Linked DNA regions of Mus musculus: region 1 is linked to region 2. The links are chromatin contacts, called in public Micro-C maps. All regions are on one chromosome and are shown on one strand. Each heading gives the region's core, a stretch centred on a gene start, on an enhancer-like site or on the middle of the called end of the contact. The rest is flanking DNA. Distances are from core to core; before and after follow the strand shown. Region 1 holds the start of Raph1 (Ras association (RalGDS/AF-6) and pleckstrin homology domains 1). Region 2 overlaps Abi2 (abl-interactor 2).

Region 1 (2,742 bases), core at 160-2,659, 130 kb before region 2:
TTATTTTACACGAGATTATTGAAGACCTACTAAATTTAAAATACAAAAAATGCACTTATTTCCTAAGTACAAGTATCTCAAGTGTGAAACAGACAATAATTGTATTGGACAGTTCTAAATACCAGTTTGAAACAGATTGTGCAGCAGTTTGGAAAAGACTACTAAAAGACTGAAACTACTTGGAACTCTTCAAGAATATCAGGAAGTAGAATGCAATTAGTCAAACTGGGATTTGATCCTACACTAGAGGAGTGAATACTCATTCTTAGAAAGATCGCCAGAATTTCGGAAATAGGTTATTTATGGGTTTTTTTTTTTTCCTTTTATTTTTTTGGTGAAAATTCAAGATACAGAAACAGTTAAAGAACAGACAAGAAGACATAGAAAAAAAAGAATGCTGGACGTTCAATGCAGCCAATTCCAGACCATAGCTCAATTTCTTCAATGCTAACAAAGTACATAGCCAAGCAAAGGTAATTTAATACTACTTTTCCTTTCCTTTGATCAACTTTACATGAAGGTCATAATAAGGACGTAAATCGAAAGAAATCTAAGTCTGCCTAAGTCAAAACTGCATTAAGATAAGCAGCATTTGAGTAATTTGGAGCTTGGAATCAAACCCAGTATTTTAAGTGTAGTACTCAGGGAATACAGCTCAGGGCTCAGGAAAGTTCGCCAACACCCTTGCTGAGAACAAATTCAATAAGGGAGAACAGAAACCAGGGACACAGATGAACAGGCTCTGACGTGAAAAAGGTAAAGATGAATGGAATAATGTCTGATCCCTGAAAGCTTTCCTTACACTGCACGAAACTGCAGAGTTTAAGCTAAAATGGGATTTCCTAGGGCAGTGCTCCCAGATTTCAACAATAGTAGGCGAGTGCCTGAGGAAGCCCAGGGTTGGTTCTGGAGACGACACATGCGGCAGGCAAAGGCTCCCAGCCCGGACAGGTCTGCTCGTCCGCCCTCAGTCTCCCAAGACCCTGGGACCCGAGTGATTGGGCAGGCTTCACGGGAAGGGCCACGGCGGGCGGGACCGCGGCGGGATTTTCCTCTCCGCTCATTCATTCTCTGATTCATTGGTTCCTGGAGGCGACTCACACGGACGCGCGCTGGAAAGGCAGGGCGCGGAGGACGGCCGCGGCTGGGTGCGGCCCGGCGCCTGAGGGGCGGCCGGTTGGGTGGGGGTGGGGGGTGCGGCTGTCCAGGCCGGGAGGGGCGCGCGCGTGCGCGCGTGCCGGGGAGCAGGAGAGGCGCGCGGCCGCCTGCGCCGGAAGTGAGCGGTGGCCGCGGCGGGGAGCGCGCGGTCAGGCGCAAGTCGGTCCGCCCTTGGGCCGCGCGGCCCTCAGCCCCGCCCAGTGTGCCGGGGCAGGACGCGCGGGCTCTGTGATCCGCGCCGCGGGGCTCTGCGGCCGCCCCGCCCAGTCCCCGCCGACGCCCGCTCTGTGGGTCGGTCAGTCAGTCGCCGAGCGCGCGCCGCGGGAGCTGCGGGCGCTCTCAGCGTTCGGGAGAGGAGCGTCGCCCCTGGAGAGGCGGCGGCGGCGGCGACTGGAGGCGCGAGCAGCTGCTGCCTAGCGCAGGGCTCCGGGAGGGCCGAGGGGCTGCCACGGTGAGTGCTCCGCCACCTGGCCCTCGAGGTCCGGGAAAGGAGAGGTCTGGGTGCCCGGGAGGCGCTGCCGTCTCCATTTGCCCGGCGCCCGGCGTGGCCCTCCGAGCGAGTGCGGACGGCTGCAGCCCGGGGCGCGGTCCTTGCCGGTCAGGCTCTCAGCGTTGGGCTGAGCCCCGCCAGGCGGCCTGCGGTGGGTAGGGGGTCGGCGGGGCCTGGGTTGCACCCCGCGCCCCTCGGGGCTGCACCGTGCAGACAATGAGACCTGGGGCCGCCTGGGGAGGTGCGGCAGGGCTGATACTCCGCACTAGGGCGCCGGTGGCCGGGGACCGCGGGTGGAAAGGGACTGGCTCCCGGTAGCCGCAGAAACCGATGGCTGGGTGCGGGATTGTTCTAGCTTCCATGCCCTGCCTGCTTTCATAGATGAGTTCACTGCAGAGATTTAGAAAGGCGGGGCGCCTTCTGTGTCTTCTAATTAAGCCGGCAAAGTAATTGCTCTAGTGCTTTTTAGCTCCATCTCATCTTTCCGCGTACATTCCCGCCGGAAATCCAAACTGCAATTCAGTGGAGGACGGCAGAAAGAGGGAAGGCTGCCTAATAGTGTTGGTTAGGTTGCCTTCGTTTTAAGACACCTGAAAGATACCCTTTTCCTATTCAGGGGTTGTCTTAGGCTGGCCCCCCTGTGTGAACTGGAAACTACTTGATCCTTATGTATCAGAGTGAAATAGGAGCTTTGGGAAATGGTATGAGTTGCATGTTTCCTGTGTGTTGCATTTCATACATTTTATGGGAAGAACAGTTTGGGTGGACGCTGCCTGCAGCATTTCTCATGGAGAAGTGGAGAGCCGCCCAAGTAGGTAAAGTCCTCCCTAAAGGAACTGTAAAGGTAGCGGGCTAGGGCTGAGGCATCATTCGATTATTAAACGGTGGTATTGTGTTCGTAAGAATATTGAAGTGAGCACACAGTCACAGAAACCTCCTCAGGTATAGTGGGAGACACTTCTACAACACTTGAGTGGTGGAAACAGTGCGTTAGAACAGAGTAAAGTCACATTCCATGCGCTAGAATAGGCTAGCAACGTGATAGTGGACAAGCAAGCCGATAACTATGCAGTAGTTCCCTGCCGGTAAGCAGC
Region 2 (2,958 bases), core at 186-2,685:
CTATACATTTTTATATATACATTTTTATGTAAGTACAAATAAAGTTCTAAAGCTAGTATTTAAAATCTGAGTTCCAGTGTATACTTTGAGCAATGACAGCACATACACATCTTCCCAATTTAACTCCTTCGGCAGCACTGACATGAATGCACAAATACTTATTCTACTTTCTCTTGATTTCCTTTTATTCTCACACACAAAATGTGTTTGATCAAAGTATTAATAATGATAAATAAAATGTCTGATAATAAAAATAATTATAAAATTAAAATGCGAGGCTACTCTGTTCTCATGTCATTTAAGAGACAGCCTTATGGGGTAGAAATTGCCAATGTCGGCCCTTTCTTAGCAGTCAGTAGCACCTATCTCACAACTTCCACAACCCAGAAGCCTTATTTGAAAAACAGGGATTATGCAGCAAGAAGTAACCAAATGACTATTTTCCAGGTTACTGCAGACCAACATATTTTATTTTGCCACCTACAGGAAGATTCTGTGGTGTATAATAAAGCTAATCCATGTTTCTGATTCAGAAACCCTGTATGTTAGTGCCATCATTAATATAAACTACAAGAGTCACCATTTCTCAATTACAAAGCAGAGAGGGTACATCCCTGATTCAATCACTCCAAGAAAATGAAAAATTGCACAGAAAAATGAAAAAACTGATGTGAAGTCACTTTCTAAAGCATAAATCCCTGTATACAGCTGCCACTGCTCAAAGTATACACTGAAATACAGTGATAGGACTTACCAGAAGTCTACTACAGTCCCAATCACATCTCTCCTACAGTCTACAAAGCATGGATACAAATTTCTCCATGGATTGGAAGAAAAAAGAAAAGTCTTTAGAAGTAATTTAAAATAACCAAATTAACACCATATTACCATGAAAAGAGTTAAGGGGGGAAAAAAAAAAGAAGAAATTCAAGTAAAACCAAAGTGAAAAAGACAAATTATAACTGATACCACAGAGATACAAAAGCTTCCTAGGAACTATTATGAACAACTATATGCCAATAAATATAAAAACCTAGAACCAGATTTGTGGGTACACACAGCCCCCACCAAAACAGAACCAGGAAGATGCACATAACTTTAACCTACCAAGAACAAACAGTAAGAGTAAATAAAAAACACAGATTGTCCAAAAAGTAAAATAATAATAGCACTAGATGGTTGCACTGATGAATTTTACTAAACTTTCAATGACAAATCATGTTATCATAGACATACCTTGTAGCCTCCCCCAGCCTTGAGCAGGCTGATTCAGACCTTTTGCTGCCACTGAGACCACCTAGGGTGGAGCCTTCCCACCTAGATGGTTTTATTGTTCTGTCACCTGCCACTGCTCATCTCCAAGACTGCTACCTGCTGAGAGGCTGAACCTGCCTTCCAGAGAAATTCCTAAAGCAGCCCCAGGCAAGCTGGCAATTGACACCTTACTGCCAAACTAGTGCAGTCAGCCTAATTTATTGCTTATAGGCTGGCGACAGGCATCAAGAGTGGATCAGCAGGAGATAGGCTTTCCTCCTTTATAAGCACAGACTCTTAGTAAACATTGCCTTGATCAGAAATCTGCCTTGGTTTCCTTTCTTCTCTGTAGTTTCCTCCCTTACAGCTCCAGCCTCCCACTCAGGAATCCAGTTCGTGTGGCTAGTACTTGGGAGGCTAAGGCAGTAAGATTTCAAGTTCAAGGCAAGCCTAAACCACAGCACCAGATTGTCTATACAAACAACAACAAAACCAATGTCAATCCTCTTCAAACAGTTCCAAAGTATAGAAAGGAAGTCAACTCCCCAGACACAACACAGAAAATTCTACAGGCAGGTATTCCTATGCACATATAGATGTAAAACTTCTCCACAAATTACCAAGTCAAATACAAGAGCATGATCTGGGAGACTTACTCTACAGATGCAAAAATAATTCAGTATGAAAATTAGTAAATAAAATACCTCAAATTAACAAAGTGAAGGCTCAAAGAATGTGCAATCATCTCCACAGATATAAAAAAAGCATTTGATAAAACCCCTTTGTGGTGGCTTAAATGAAAATGGCTGGGCTGGTGAGATGGCTCAGTGGGTAAGAGCACCCAACTGCTCTTCCGAAGGTCCGAAGTTCAAATCCCAGCAACCACATGGTGGCTCAAAACCACCCGTAATGAGATCTGACTCCCTCTTCCGGAGTGTCTGAAGACAGCTACAGTGTACTTATATATAATAAATAAATAGATAAATAAATAAATAAATAAAATGGCCTCCACAGACGCATACGTAGGTGTAGGTGTAGCCTACTTGAGTGGGCGTGGCCTTGTTGGAGGAAGTGTGTCACTGGGGGTGGGCTCTGAGGTGTCAGAAGTTCAAGATAGGTTCAATGGCTCACCCTCTCTTCCTGCTACTTACAGAACCAGAAGCATTGTCTGTGTACTGCCATGCCTCCTGCCATGACCACAAAGGACTAAATCTCTGTAAACCAGCACCAATTAAATACTTTCCTTAAGAGTTACCATGGCCATGGTTATCTCTTCACAGTAATAGACACCCTAAGATACCCTTCATTACTTAAAAAAAAAAAAAAAAACTACAAAAATGTAGGTATAGGAGAGATAAACTTCAAGCTAGGCAATGGTGACACACACTTTCAATCTTTAATCTTTAATCTTGAAAAAACAAAAACAGAAAACAGTAAGTACTAGAGATGATGACAATCCCCACCCACAATCTACATTAAGCTTTTTTGTGTTTTTGTGTATTGTTTGTTTTAGATTCCCTATAAAATTTAAAACGTATTCTAGTTCTGTGGAAAATGCCATTGGTTTTTTATAGAAATTGCATTGAACCTGTAGATTGCTTTGGCTAGAGTGGACAGACATTTTTGCAAATTTCTATCTCCAGAACTCACTGGCCAAAGCCTAGCCAAAAAAGTGAGCTTATGTTTCAGTGAGAATATCCTGTC

What was found. Hi-C and Micro-C count contacts between places; a contact is called where the count stands out from the background.
Region 1: a contact with region 2 is called in a Micro-C map of embryonic stem cells, with 2.1 times the contacts expected there. The contact joins the promoter of Raph1 here to the enhancer-like site in region 2. A contact is called at or near these places in 1 of 484 Hi-C or Micro-C datasets (embryonic stem cells), 2 of 115 datasets of contacts at active chromatin or transcription factors (embryonic stem cells and microglia) and 3 of 9 other capture datasets (adipose tissue, liver and pancreatic islet).

The regions. Positions count from the first base shown.
Region 1 is chr1:60,565,432-60,568,173 of GRCm38.p6, reverse strand. Raph1 (Ras association (RalGDS/AF-6) and pleckstrin homology domains 1) reads left to right here and starts at 1,409. Exons shown (of 14, transcript NM_001045513.3): 1 at 1,409-1,609.
Region 2 is chr1:60,431,103-60,434,060 of GRCm38.p6, reverse strand. All of the region lies in intron 1 of Abi2 (abl-interactor 2), which reads right to left. Among named protein-coding and RNA genes, the nearest start is that of Abi2, 23 kb to the right of the region's middle. Within about 2 kb of position 1,435, at least 13 of the 459 cell types and tissues checked have an H3K27ac peak or open chromatin away from gene starts, as enhancers often do. A contact at or near this core is called in embryonic stem cells, where this site is marked.